Linked DNA regions of Mus musculus: region 2 is linked to region 1. The links are chromatin contacts, called in public HiChIP or PLAC-seq maps. All regions are on one chromosome and are shown on one strand. The core of a region is the stretch at or near the end of the contact, and the rest is flanking DNA. Distances in the headings are between cores, read along the strand shown.

Region 1 (6,993 bases), core at 1,698-4,197:
GCTCAGGAATTCAAGGCCAGCCTTAAGTAAGCAAATTTGAGGCCAGTCTGGGCTGCAAGAAACCCTGTCTCTAAAATAGAAAGAAAGGAGGTGTGGTGCGGGGGACTAGAGAGATGGCTTAGCAATTAAGAACATTGACTGCTCTTCCAAAGGATCTAGGCTCAATTTCTAACACAGTCATGGCAGCCCACAACTGTCTCAATTCTAGTTCTGGGGGATCTGATGCCCTCACAGACATATGCAGGCAGCATACCAATGCACATAAAATAAACATAAATAAATTATTTTAAAAAAAGAAAAGAAAGGGTTTCAAACAAAAATGAAAGAAAATAGGTGTGTATGTTTGTGGACTGGAAGATTTTATATTGTTAATGTAACAGTGTTCCTCAGGTCTGTCTGTAATACTATACAGTACTGAGCAAGTCTCACCTCTGTATATACATATATTTTAGAATTTGGACAGCTAATCTTAAAGGTATTGTGGAAATATAAGAGACCCAAAATAACTAACACAATTTTGAGTAGTAGTGTTGGAAGACAAATACTTCTGGATTTTAAAACATAGTACTAAGTTGTGGTGGTCAAAGCAGTAGGGTACGAGATCTAATGATAGGTCAGTGGGGTAAAATAGAGAGTCTGGAAATAAACCCTTGTATACTTATTTGGTTTTCAGTAAGGGTGACAAGACAGTTCAGTTGGGGATACAATGATGGTTTTTAAAGATTGGCCAGGCATGGTGATACTCAGCATTTTGGAGACAGAAGCAGGAGAAGCTCTCATGAGTTCAGAGCCAACCTGCCACGTGGTAAACTCTAGGACAGCCAAGATACACAAAGAGACCCTGTCTAAAAATAATAGTAATAGTAGTAGTAGTAGTAATAATAATAATGATAATTGCTTATAGATAAGGGCACTGATGACCTGAATTCTCTCCCTAAGAATCACATGATACAAAGAGAACTAACTGATTCCCACAGGTTGTCCTATGATCTTCATATGTATACACACACAGAGTAAATTTAAAAAAATAAAAATGGAGCTTGAGCAAAACTGTGTGCATATAAAGCTGGCCAGTACCAAACTGTAGAGAAAAGGGACTGTAGCTGACTGTACATGTTCTGAACCCTTAGAGAACATAATGTCACAAGCGTGGCTTGGGCGGCTCGGTACCATGGTACACACCTCTAATTTCAATACTCAAGAAACTGAGACAGGAGAATCAAGCTTGAAGCCTGGCTCCGCTACAAAGCAAGTTTGAAGCTAGCTTGAGCTGTGTGCTGAGACATGTCTCAGAAAGAAGAATGGAACCTGGAAAGGTGACTCAGCAGCTTAGAGCACTTGTTGCCCTGCTAGAACCTAGCAGCCACATGTAGCTCACAACCTTCTGTAACTCTAGTTCCAGGGGATCCAGCACTTCTTCTGACCTCTGTGGGTATCAGGCACCCGCATGGTGCACATAAATACGTGCATATAAAACATTCATACCCATAAAATTAAATGCTTTTGTAAAAGACAAGATGAACAAATAAAGATAGCCAAATTAAAAGTTAAACAGACATTACGTTAAAGCAATTTGCCCTAAGTATGTTTTCAAGAGAAATTAAAATGTGTATGCATACAAACACTTGAAAGCAAGAACTATTTATCCCTCAGTGGAACACTTGACTAGCATGTCCACCTGACATGGTCTCCAGCAGAGCCAAAACACACACTGCACAGATGTTCTTGGATCTTTATTCATAATCAAATGTAGGAAGGACCCAGATGTGTAAAGGGATGACGCCTGTGTATAAGGGGATGCTATTCAGCAGTGACAGGTCAATGCTAGAGCAGAGTGAACTGTGAGCTGTAGCAAGTATGAAAGCCAGGCACAAAGGGCTGCCCGGCACGGTCCTGTTTACTCCAGTGTTCAAAGTAAAGGCACTATAGAATACACAGAAGGACACAGGAGTTGCCAGATGGGCACCTGATGAGTCCAGGCTTCCTTTTCATGGTGATGAAGGTGTGCTGAGTTTAGAGAATGGTGATGGTTGTGCCCCTCTAAATACAGTCTGCTCTGCGTAACTGCATACTAAATAGGGTGTGACGTTGCTACAGTGTATGCACAGCGGCCTCCTAAATAAACATACTGACTTACTGGACCTAGCATAGCCAACAAAAGAAATCTAATGTTCCTGTGTGTGTGTGTCTGTGTGTGTGTGTGTCTGTGTGTGTGTGTGTCTGTGTGTGTGTGTCTGTGTGTGTGTGTGTCTGTGTGTGTGTGTGTCTGTGTGTGTGTGTCTGTGTGTGTGTGTCTGTGTGTGTGTGTGTGGGGGGGTTCAAACCTAGGGCCTCACAGACCCTGGGCAAGTGATCTACCACTGAGCTACACTGCCAGCTTTATCTGTGTCTTCAAAGTGATTTTCTTTTCTACAGATGTCTTGTTGGCAATGGTTCTTGTTAAAGAAACCTGAGCATTACAATTCTGACCTAGTTCCAAATGTCTCAATTAGCATGTTGAAGTTCATCTGTTTATGCTGCTCAGATTAGCTAACAGTTTACCCTTTACTACTGCTTTCATGGTTGCCAGTGACTTTTATTGTTATTTTAGGAGAGAGTCAGAAAGAAGAAACCATTCTTTAGCTCGTCATGCAGACATCCTTGCCGCTGTGGAAACGAGGTTGTCACTGTTGAATATGACCTTCATGAAGTATGTGGATTCCAACCTCTGTTGCTTCATCCCAGGAAAGGTAACCATTGCTGCAGACCCAGCAAGCTGGGCTGCCCAGGAGAGACCAAGTCTCACAAACATTTAAGCGGTGTTTGTGATGTCAGAATTACTTAACCTAAAGGACTTTTTATTGGTGGCTATGTTTAGCTTTTCTGTGCAGTTATTAATATGTATCATTCATGTGATCCCAACATTTAAAATTCTAATTATAGAATGCCAGAAGGAAGTGAAAGTCTTGGTAAGGGTTCATAGTTAAGAAAACATTTTGACCTTTACAGTCAAAATACCAGAATTAGTGCCCTGAGCAAGACATGCTGTGTTGCCTTCAAGATTGTTGCAGTCTGGGGGAAGGTAGGGTGGAGGGTATGCTGGGTTTGATTTTTGTTTGAGAAGTGTTTTGTAATGGTGAGCTTAGAAGTTTTCAAATTTGACCATGTATACTTGTTTTGTGGCGATACACCAGAGCTAAGGAGTCGTCCCCTTTACCGCACTAAGTGTGACACTTAGTAAGTAAGCAGATCCCTCTCCCCCGCCATACTACAACGACCTGAAACTGCTGGAAGCGTCCGTCCTCATTGTTGAATTAAGTGTAGATTCAAGTGACATAGAGAAGCAGTAGAAATGGATTTAAAGATCATTTTGCTTCTCGATAGACACTGGCAAAAGTGCTTTCAGTGCTTGGAACTTATTAATGCCTAATGAGGTTATTTCCATAAACACTTACAGAGGCAATACTGTGTGCATTCTCAATTTGCAATAACATCTTTCTTGGTGGCTTATAATTTTATTTCAAATCTTCCTTGTTATCTCTTTACTTCTTTTTATGACCTACAAATGCCTCTGTAAGCTACTGTAAGATAGCCTCAGGTTCAGATGAATACACCAGATCTTATCTTGTGTGCAGCCCTTAACTCTTTGCGTGCAGCCCAAGGTCCTTTGAGCCTGTGTGCTTGTCCTCCCCAGTAGACAGCCACTCAGGTCTCAGTTTTAGTAATAGAAGCATCTGAGACCCAGCTTCCAGTTTCCTCCCATCAGAGATCGTGCAGCCAGCTGTAACAGAGGGCTCTGTGGCTGCATTGGGTGCCTGCAAAGATGAGGCTTGTGTATGTGGTCTTTGCAATTGTTGCCAGCGTTGGTGTGGGTTCACATGGCTGAAGCAGATGTGTGCGGCCTGAGTGAGCAACTGCAGTGAAGTCCACTTGAGTTCCGCTCCTTTTGGAAACGACTTGTTGGCTCCTCAGTACCAAACCAGTAGGCACTAGTGAACACATCTTCAGGTCTGCAGATGCTCTGAGTCCTCAGCACTGCTAGGCAGCCCTCCTTGACTGGGCCTTCGTTTGTCCGCAGTAGAGCTCACCAGAGAGCGCCTTTCTGTGACCTTCACCTCAGAACATGGACTTCTTCTGTCCCCTCTCTTGCCATTGCTGGACTGTGCTGCGTTTAGGAAGCACACGCTCATTGTCAGAGCACCTTCATATGTGTTTCCTTCCTTGCTTCCCACAGCCACGAATGCTCATGGGCCATTCCTGTTCTGACTCATGGGCAAGAAACCAGAGGCCTAACCTGACTCCACCCGCTGCTTACTTCCAGCCTTCCTCACTACAGGCCCATTGCTGCACAAGGGGTTTTGCTTCCAGCAAATAAGTGCTTGACTGGAAAGAACCAAGAATTTTTATTTTTATTCAGACATATGTTTTATCATACATGGGTTTTTATTTGTTCTTAAAATGACCTTCTATAAAAGCTTATGTTTTATCTAAAACAACAGCATGTACACTCAATAATTGTTTTTTTTAATGTGTTACTGTTACTTTTTATATTTCTTACTAAAATAGCTCATTTAAGCCAGGCATGGTGATATACACCTTTAATCCATCAGTGGTGATGCAGAGGCAGGCAGATCTTTTGAGTTCAAGGACTCAGAAAAGCCCTGCCTTGAAAAACCAAAACAAACAAAAAGCAGTCAAAGAAAAGTAACTTAACAAGCTTAGTAGTATTTAGGTTGTTTCATAGCCATTGTCTTTTTAAGAATTTCTTACTCTCAAGTATAGCCACATATATAGCTCTTCAAAACAACAGAAGAGTGCATTTGATTTCCAGATGCTGCACTCAGCATTACTGTACCAGCCCCTGAGATGAGAAACTTAAAGAGAAAGGGTTCATCCTAACCCATAAATTACAGTTTTCTGCCTGTGCTGCTTGGCTCTGCTGTGTAGTTCAACACTGGGAACATGGGCTGTGGAGACCGTTGTGTGCAGGAAGTGAAGACCATCTTCAGAGAGGGTGAGAGTAGCCACTTCTGGGATGGGTACACATCTAATGAGTGACTTGAGTCACTCCACTGGGCTTCACCTCTTTAAAGGTTTTAGTATTTGTAACACCTAACTGAGGACCAAGCCTTTCGCGGGAGGGCCTCTGGAAGTCACTCTTGATGGAAGCATCAATAAACATTGTAACAAAGCCTCTTCTTAACATGTAATCTTGGCTTAGTATAGGATTTCTTTCCCCCAAGATTACATCCCTTTACATTATTAGAATTATCCATTTCAATGAAAGTAGCTGTCCAGTCAGCACTTTGTTAAGTTGCTGAAGGAAGAGAAGAAGAACTGTTATTTAAATTAGGTTGCCAGGCAGCACAATCTTGGGACTTCAGCACTGAGGAGCTCATGCAAGGCTTAGAAAACATACAGCACTAAGGAGATAAGGGAAGTTATTCATCAAACACATGCTTTACAGGGGAGATGCAGAGCCATTTTCACTATGGAAGATATTTTCTTAAAATTAAAAGAGTTGGAAGGGTGAAGTTGATTTAAAGGACTCCCAAGTGAAAGACAGAGGTGGATAGCATGAAGTTGGGAGTAAGAAGGGTTCTAATGATGACTCACCTGTAGAGTTTAACAGATAAGTGCTCGCCCACAGATGTCTAGAGGCACAAGCGGTCAGTTTCACTACCTTACAGTTTGAACATGTGATAGTGATTCACACTGGGAGTACGCCACACTCTTTAAGCACAGGAGTATTTCAGACAACCTAGTTTATTGCTCAAGGCCTAGGGAGGATTTGGTATGTGGTGTGTTACTGTTAAAAAACCTGCTGGAGGTCTGTTTTCTGCTACATCTCAAAGGAAATATTTGCTTTGTTTTGTTTTTTGTTTTTGTTATTGTTTATTGGGTTTTTGTTGTTGGGTTTTTTTTGGGGGGGTGGGGAGGGGGCTTTCGAGACAGGGTTTCTCTGTGTAGCCCTGGCTGTCCTGGAGCTCACTCTGTAGACCAGGCTGGCCTCGAACTCAGAGATCTGCCTGACTCTACCTCCCGAGTGCTGGGATTAAAGGTGTGAGCCACCACTGCTCAGCGGTTTTTTGGTTTTTGTTTTTGTTTTGTTTTGTTTTGTTTTGTTTTGGATGTAGGCTCTCCAGGTTGACTCTTCATGGTTCCCGTGCTTTGTTGGGGTGCTAGGGTCACAAGTGTGCCCCACCAGACTCCAGACCAGTTTATGAGAGATGATCAGATTGCTCTGAAAATGAACTAAGTTTTTAAAGGGTTTTTGTTTTGTTTTATTTTTGTTTTTGTTTTTGTCTGTTTAATTTAAGACCAAACATGGGACTCATCCCTTTAAATCACAGCTCTTAGGAGGCAAAGGCAAGCAGATTGCTATGAGTTAAAGGTCAACCTAGCCTACATATCAAGTTTCAGGGCAGCCATGGCTATGTAGTGAGACCCTCTCTCAAAACAAATAAATGAATAAATAAAAATTTTTTTAAGATTTTAATTTGTAGGGCTGGAGAAACGGATCAGCTGTGTAACGAGACCCTCTCTCCAACTATGAAGCATATACGCATTCAGTTCCCAGCACCACATGGCAAGTCACAGCTGTCTATAGCTCTGCTTGCAGGGGGTCCAACTCGCTCACACAGGCATGCATGCAGGCAAAACACCAATGCACGTACAATATTTTTAAAATAAATTTTAATTTGTAGAAGTGTTTTGGCTGCATGTATGTGTATACCACATGCATACAGTACTCATATGGAACTGAAGGGGGCATCAGAACCCAAGAATGGGAGCTACAGTCAGGTGGCAGCCACCCTATGGCTGCTGGGAACCAAACCTTGGTCTTCTGCAGGAGCAGAAGTGCTGTTAACTGCTCAGCCGTCTCTCCACCCTGAACGACATTTTGCATGTGGTGAGTGCTGTGCGCTCTGCATGTGCCTCTGCTGCTGCCTGGCTCAGTGGACAAAGCATGCAGCTCTGCCGCATGCTGTCACAGTTTTGGTTTTGCTTGGC
Region 2 (6,993 bases), core at 2,645-5,144, 140 kb before region 1:
CACCTATAAATCCTGCTGTTAGACTGGCTAGCACACACACACAGAACTAAAGAACAGTTAAACTGTTGGATAAATTATGAGTTTGATATAGCCATTGAATCCTAACACACAATAGCAAGCAAGCAACAGAATACAGAATTGTTTCCAGCAGGCTCTCAGCTATGCAAAAAAAAAAAAAATCTAAAAACGAGACTACAAAACATACCCAACAGTGTCTCTCCAGTGTCCACTGCCTACTCTACACAAGACTTCCTGCTTTGTATGTAAAATTTGGAGTGAAATTACAAATGAAATAAATTATATGTACTCAAGTAGTATTAAAAGGAGAGAAAGTATTAGACTGAGTTCTGTTGTAACAACCACTTGTGGCTTATTTTCATCATGATTTGAAGACAGATTGACAACCCACAATTCTGAGGTCTTAGAAAACACTGAGTACCAGAGATTATTTCTGTTGAGTCGATTGTTATGTAAAATCTGGCCAGAATCGATGCCTTCATTGTGTAATTCCTGTTAAAGTCTCATAGGCATTGTTTAAGATGGTTTGCATATATGAGGTCTATGTGATTAGTTTGAACATCTGTGAATCCCAAATACATCTCTAGTGTGGGTGGACAAGGAGTTGTAGAATTGTACTGCAGAGGATTAATGTTGCTATACACAACTTAGGGGTGTGAATAAAAAGCTGCTACTTAGGAACCTTAAAAAAAGAAAAAGAAAAAAAAAAAAAAGAATTAGTCCTAGACAGAAGCTGCATCTAAGGCTGGTTAGAATGCTTCAGGTCCAGGGCTTAATCACTGAATTTTGGGCTAATTTTCGGCCCTTGAAAGCCACCTCTGTGTCAGACTAGCATCTGGTAATAGATAAAAACTGTCTTAGAGTCTATCAACCTAGAGTCTAAGAATGTCATCACATAGCATCTGAGACCTACAGGAGACTCCCCATCTTGCATAACTGCCTCTCTGATGTACCCACCAATGTCTTAGGTTGCCTTGATTTGTGACTTCCTTTGCTCTACTATAACCTTTGTGGAACTGCTTCCTTGTGGGAACACAGGAACCTGGAGTAACCTGGCTCCATATATCCTGGCCCTTGGTCATTCAAATTGACTGAAGACAAACGGTTTCTTATTTCCTTGAAAGCTGTGTTACTTTGAGTCAGTAACCTTGGTCTACACTTTCAAATATTAGCCCCAAGAAGCTTTGGTACTTTAATAATAAAACAGGTAAAAACCTACAAAGAGAATAAAAAGGAATGGTAAGGGTAAGGGATTTGCAACCAGCCAACAGCCGGCTTGGCTTCCTTCCCTACTTCCCACATCTCCTGCTTCTATAGACTTGCGATACTCCTCGGCAGTCTCCACAGTCTCACTGCCAGTGTTAAGAGAACAAGTCTCCCAGAGGTCAACTGTCTCGGCAAGGTCGGACAAGTAATGACTGCAACAGTCTAGTTCTAGAACTCACGTCGTATTTGTCTCCTACTGCAACAGCTCATACAAATCCAATGGCTTAAAAACATATCCATGCCAGGCAGTGGTGGCGCACGCCTTTAATCCCAGCACTTGGGAGGCAGAGGCAGGTGGATTTCTAAGTTCGAGGCCAGCCTGGTCTACAAAGTGAGTTCCAGGACAGCCAGGGCTATACAGAGAAACCCTGTCTCGAAAAAAACAAAACAAAAAACATCCATTATCTCACAGTATACAGCTGGGGTCCAACAAAATTTTCATTAGGGCACACCACACACATGAGGAGTCATCTCCGGACAGATCAGCTCACCTGGTAGGGTGTACTCAGGTCCACATGGCTACAAGCCTGAGGCCCTGTCTCCTGACAGTCCAGAGTTTTTCTTCATTTTCACACTTTCTGGCTCATGACCCCTTTCATCTTCAAAAACACCCCACATCTGGCTGACCACCCTTTCGGTGTCAGGCGCCTGCCTCTCCTGCTTTTCAAGGGCTCATGTGATTACTCTGGGCCCACCTGGATAATCTAAGCTGATTGGTAAAATCCCCAGTTCTGTGTCAGACTCACTAACTGGGGAAGGCACCTGGGTCTAGAATTCTTCCTGCTGTGCAGGCTCCATATTTAATCCATGTTGTCATTCTTTCTTCATTATCTGGAAGGCTATATTCTGTCTTTCATCCACTTTCCTTGTTAGAATTCAGTTACTCTTAAAAACATCTAGAAACAGGACAGCCAGGGCTATACAGAGAAACCCTGTCTCGAAAAACCAAAAAAAAAAAAAAAAAAAAAAAAAAAAGTCTAGAAAAAGTAACCAGTGGGTTTGCACCTACACCTTCTATTATGGTTTCACTAAGCAAAATGGGTTCTGATACAACTCATTACTTGGTTGGTAATAAAAATAAGTAAGTAAACAAGTAAATTTTTATAACTTTATGAATAATGTGTAAAGAGTGAGGACATTAAAGGACATTAAAATAGCCCAGCAGAAGTTGTAGGTCCAAGTAAGCTTTCTTTCACTATGGTCTCTATGACCTTTTTAAAAATTACTAAGTTAGGTGCTGGAGAGATGGCTCAGTGGTTAAGAGCACCAACTGCTCTATAGAAGACCAGAGTTCAGATCCCTTCACAGACATCAGGTAGTTCACCAACCATTTTAACCCCAGCTCCAAGGTATCCCACATTCACTTCCAGCCTCCATGAGGAAACAGGTACATAGCACACACACCCTCACCCCAGTCTCTTAAAAGCACAGTACTCTAGCCATTCAGCCTTGTAAACTGCAGAGATGCATATCTGTAATTAAGAACCACTTCTCAATCACACGACTGTCAGGAAGTTTTCCCACAGTGCCCGACTGTTGGATCAAGCAGTTCACTATTTCTCAGCTGTGCAGTAGGTAGCCCAATGGCTTATGCCCCATAACCAAAGCTGTGTATAACATTAAAAGGAAAACCAGGAAATAGCTTGGAGTCATAAAGTTTAATTTTATTACAATCATTTTTAAAACCAGCTATGATCTTGACAAATACAGGTAAATCTATAACAAATCTCTAATTTCCAAGATACAAAAAGACAATAAATATAGATTCAAATTCAATCTAAAAACAAGATTCTAAATCTACTTTAGATTAGGTAGTGTAGTTTAATTTCAGTATTTCAAATATACGCATAATTCTTAAATGCTACAATAACTCATACAATAGTTACTGCTCACTGACAAGCAGCTAACAGTTCTTCACTGATAACACACAAGTGTACAGCACCCGCCGGGGATCCCAAAGCCTGCTGGTGCTCAGGGGCAGTTGGAGATGGTGCCAGATGGCACAGGTCCTTTCTGGCAGGTCAGCGGAATGGGAACAGTGCCAAAATCACCCTACACAGGACAAGAAACTGATTTTCCCACAGTCCAGCAAATGGTCCCATTTCTTGACAAAGCCAGATGGCTGCCTCCTATGCTGCGCCGCCATGAGCATTCTGCCAGCCAGGGTGGTGCGGGCTCAGCAGCAATGCCTCTGCTCACGCCGAGTCCTTCGGTCCTTCATTTTCTTCCACGGCACATTCTTCATTGCTTCTGAGCTATACTGTCATTAAAGTAAGCCTTCTGATTTTTTTTTCCTGGATAATCATAGTATTTCTTCTAGCTCATTAATTCTTCATTAACTCAAGTTTCAGGCCAAGCTCCTTTGTCTTGGTTTAATTCTTGGGTATAGCTGCAAGAGAATTTTAAAAAAAGATTTACATGTGGCATATGTATGGAAGTTTTACAATATTTCAATAAGTACAGGAAGAGGGGCAAGGAAGCTGACACAGGAAACCAACTCGGGAAGGCACTGAGCTGTGGAAGCAGGAAGTGAATCTGCACTGATCACATCGAGGGCCCAGCAGCTGGAACAGCACCACAGAGCCGTGACACAGACTCCAGGCACGAACTCAACTTGCAGTTTGCTCAACCACACTGCAGCCCAGGGAAGCCAAACGCTGAAGACTACTTGTAAATTGCTGTGTGCTCCAGAATCTGGAAACCCATCATGACGGGCAAAAGTCGTTGTTTGTTTTTTTTTTTTAAGGCAGGGTCTTTCAAGGTAGCCCAGGTTAGCCTTACAATCCTCTTGCCTCACACTCCTAAGTACTGGAACCACATATGTAAGCCACACTTTTTCAACCTTATTTACAGGACATGGCACTGTGGGTGGAACCTGAGCCTATCAGGACAAATGCCTGAATCAGTGGACTTCGGAAGACATGAAATGCTTTGGGATTCTGCTGGCCTGTGCTTTCCCTAACAAGAGCGAGGGGAGGCTATGTGAGGGCTGCAGGGCTCTGTCTGGAGGCCCAGAGCAAGTCAAACTAGAATTTCACCATCAAGCTAAACAAACCCTCCCCTTCGTCTCCTAGGGACAAGAAAACAAAAGAGGTGGTGTGTTTATTTAAGAGTCAGTTTCAGCTGAGAAAAGACATTTGTCAAAGCCCTTTGCAGATTCCAGGCTGAGCCTGTCTAAATATTCCACATTGTGAAATTTCCTTTATTTTTTAATACTCAGAAGATACTAAAACATGACACATACAGCACACGTTTATAGAAGAGAGCACCAGGGAACTAGGAGTTCTAAGTTTAGGACTAAAATTACAACCTTTATCCCTGTCTGTTAATTTCAAAACCTTCTGAGAGCGCAACCCTGTCTCTGACTGACTGCTTCCCCCTCAGAATAATCCTCCATCTCATTAACCATTCTCTTCACTAGAAAATTCAACTTAATAGCAGTCTGTTGTACACCATAGGAATTAATAGTTAAAACCATACATACTAATTGAAAACTCGCTAACAGATTTTATTTCCATCACAGAATTAAAGGTCCGCTTTGTCAGGTTACACAGGTTACTAGCTTGACTGAGCCATTTTATAAATCAGCCATTATTGTAAACTCGGGTTAGGGTGGCAAGGAAGGAGCAGGCGGGATGTTCAGCAGCTGACGCTGCCTGCCAGGCGTCTTCAGTGGATCGCAATCTCAACTCCCAAAAATGTCTTCTGACTTCACACAATTACTGTGGCACATGAAAACTCTCCCCCCGCCCCCTCTGTTTTAAAAATGATTAAAAAGTCATGCTTCATACCACAAATATGTCCAATTAGTTAATAATTCCCAACAAATGAGGTAGGTCGGTGAGACATACCTGTAAACCTAGCACTTGGAAGGCAGGAGGGTTCAGTCTGAGGCTAGCCTCGGCTACATGGCCAAGCCCTGTCTCATCCCACTCACAGACATGGGGGAGGGGAGAAGAGGAACTCATCTGAGCAGCTCCTGAGAGATCAGAGCATTAGGAGGCTGGAGAGATGGCTCAGCAGTTATTTTACAATAAATGCTGCTCTCAGAAAACAGCAGTTAAGGTGCAGCAAATGCCTTTTAACAGACATGTGACAGACAAGCACAGGAAGGGGGTCACTGTCACAAGCCAGAATGCCAGGTCCCAGGGCCAGGCTCCTTGAAACACTCAAGCAGAAGAACCTTAGCAGAGAGAGCCCTGCTCCTGGTGTGATGCTGGGGACATCTCCCACAGGCTTCTAGCTAAAGCTATAGGACAGACCTTGTCTAACTGACGCTTGATAAAAACCTACCAATGTCTTATATGCACTGTCTGCACACCAAGCTCAGAGGCAGGCTTCTTCAGTCTGCACCAACACCTGCTTACACAGACCAGAAATGTTCTGAATGAACGGCGGCAATGTGGAAGCCAGGGCCCGTGACCTCCGTGACCCATGTGTCCATCACCGTCTCTCCTGCCCTTTAGCATGTTTCATGTTCCTCACCACCAGCAGATCCACAAGCACTCCAAGCCTGATCTCAATCCGCCTGCACTCTCTCTCTAATTCTCTCACTCACTCCGAGAGTCTTTGTTGTGTGCAGGCTGCAGACAGGAATATCCAAGCCCATGGAGGACCTTGTTTTTGATCTTCCTACTTCCATCTCCCAAGTGCTGGGAACATGGGCATGACCTACATGGCACCTGGGTTAAACCTATAAAAGAGCCTAAGGCACAAATTTGGAATATATTATCCTGAGCTTAAACTATTAATACACTCAAAGTATAATCAAGTGCACTGTAGATATACCTGTGAGTCTAAATTAAGGGCATCATAAATTTAAGCCTTGTGTTTTAAAAAAGATTTTATGTGTATGAGTGCTTTGTCAGCATGTATGTATGTATGTATGTATGCCATGTATGTGCAGTGAGCAGGCATTAGGTCCCCTAAAATTGGAGTTTCTAGACAATTGAGAACAGCCATGGAGACACCGGGAACTGAACCTGAGTCTTCTTCAAGAGCAGCAAGTGCTCCTAAGTGCTGAGCCCTGTATCACGTCTTATAACAAAGGCAGTAAACTGCACTGACTCTACACAGCAGTTCATATATGAAACACGTCAGCATTGGAGTGACTTACTCCTAGCAAGTTGCGTGGAACATATCCTTCCTTATCGTTAAGGCGCGCCCACCACCACTCGATCTCCTCTTCATCTTCTCTGCGGATGACGGTCATGCAATCTCCTTCTTTCATGAGCAGCTCATCGTCATGCTGCGGCTCGTAATCCCACAGTGCATAAATGACGCCTTTGTTCATTATGCCCATCTTCTCCTGAACGCCTACAAAAGACAGAAGAAAGACCACGTGGGCTTCGCCGCTCAGATTACACCACTCACAAGAACTTTAAACTCTGTGAAACCAACGGGGAAAGGATCCTCATTAGAATGTCAGAACTACAGCAGGAAGCATCCAAGAAGTAAACGTCCCAGCATGGGAGGGAACGGGAGACCAGCAGTGTTTATAGACCATAAATGATCCGTATCTAGGAGGCCAACAACAAACACCCCCTAGGCATCTCACAAAGCTTACCTTCCCCAGAGAGGAAGCATTCTGTTAGCCCAGCAGCTAAAAGAAAAACTGTTTGAATGTATGACACTTAAAAAAAGACTCTTGTCAACTTCTGGCCTACTTCTATACATAATGGCCACCCAATACACAGAGCAGACAAACTC

The links. HiChIP or PLAC-seq counts read pairs in DNA pulled down with a chosen protein or histone mark.
Region 2: an H3K27ac HiChIP or PLAC-seq map of large pre-B cells shows a contact between it and region 1, with 3 times the contacts expected there. The contact joins two enhancer-like sites. A contact is called at or near these places in 2 of 484 Hi-C or Micro-C datasets (cortical neurons and nephron progenitors), 1 of 115 datasets of contacts at active chromatin or transcription factors (large pre-B cells) and 4 of 9 other capture datasets (adipose tissue, embryonic stem cells, liver and 1 more).

Annotation. Positions count from the first base shown.
Region 1 is chr1:182,321,990-182,328,982 of GRCm38.p6, reverse strand. It overlaps Fbxo28 (F-box protein 28), which reads left to right. Exons shown (of 5, transcript NM_175127.2): 3 at 2,591-2,729. Among named protein-coding and RNA genes, the nearest start is that of Fbxo28, 16 kb to the left of the region's middle. Within about 2 kb of position 2,947, at least 17 of the 459 cell types and tissues checked have an H3K27ac peak or open chromatin away from gene starts, as enhancers often do.
Region 2 is chr1:182,458,367-182,465,359 of GRCm38.p6, reverse strand. It overlaps Trp53bp2 (transformation related protein 53 binding protein 2), which reads right to left. Exons shown (of 18, transcript NM_173378.2): 17 at 6,401-6,600; 18 at 2,924-3,673. The coding sequence ends at 3,632. Among named protein-coding and RNA genes, the nearest start is that of Trp53bp2, 53 kb to the right of the region's middle. Within about 2 kb of position 3,894, at least 85 of the 459 cell types and tissues checked have an H3K27ac peak or open chromatin away from gene starts, as enhancers often do.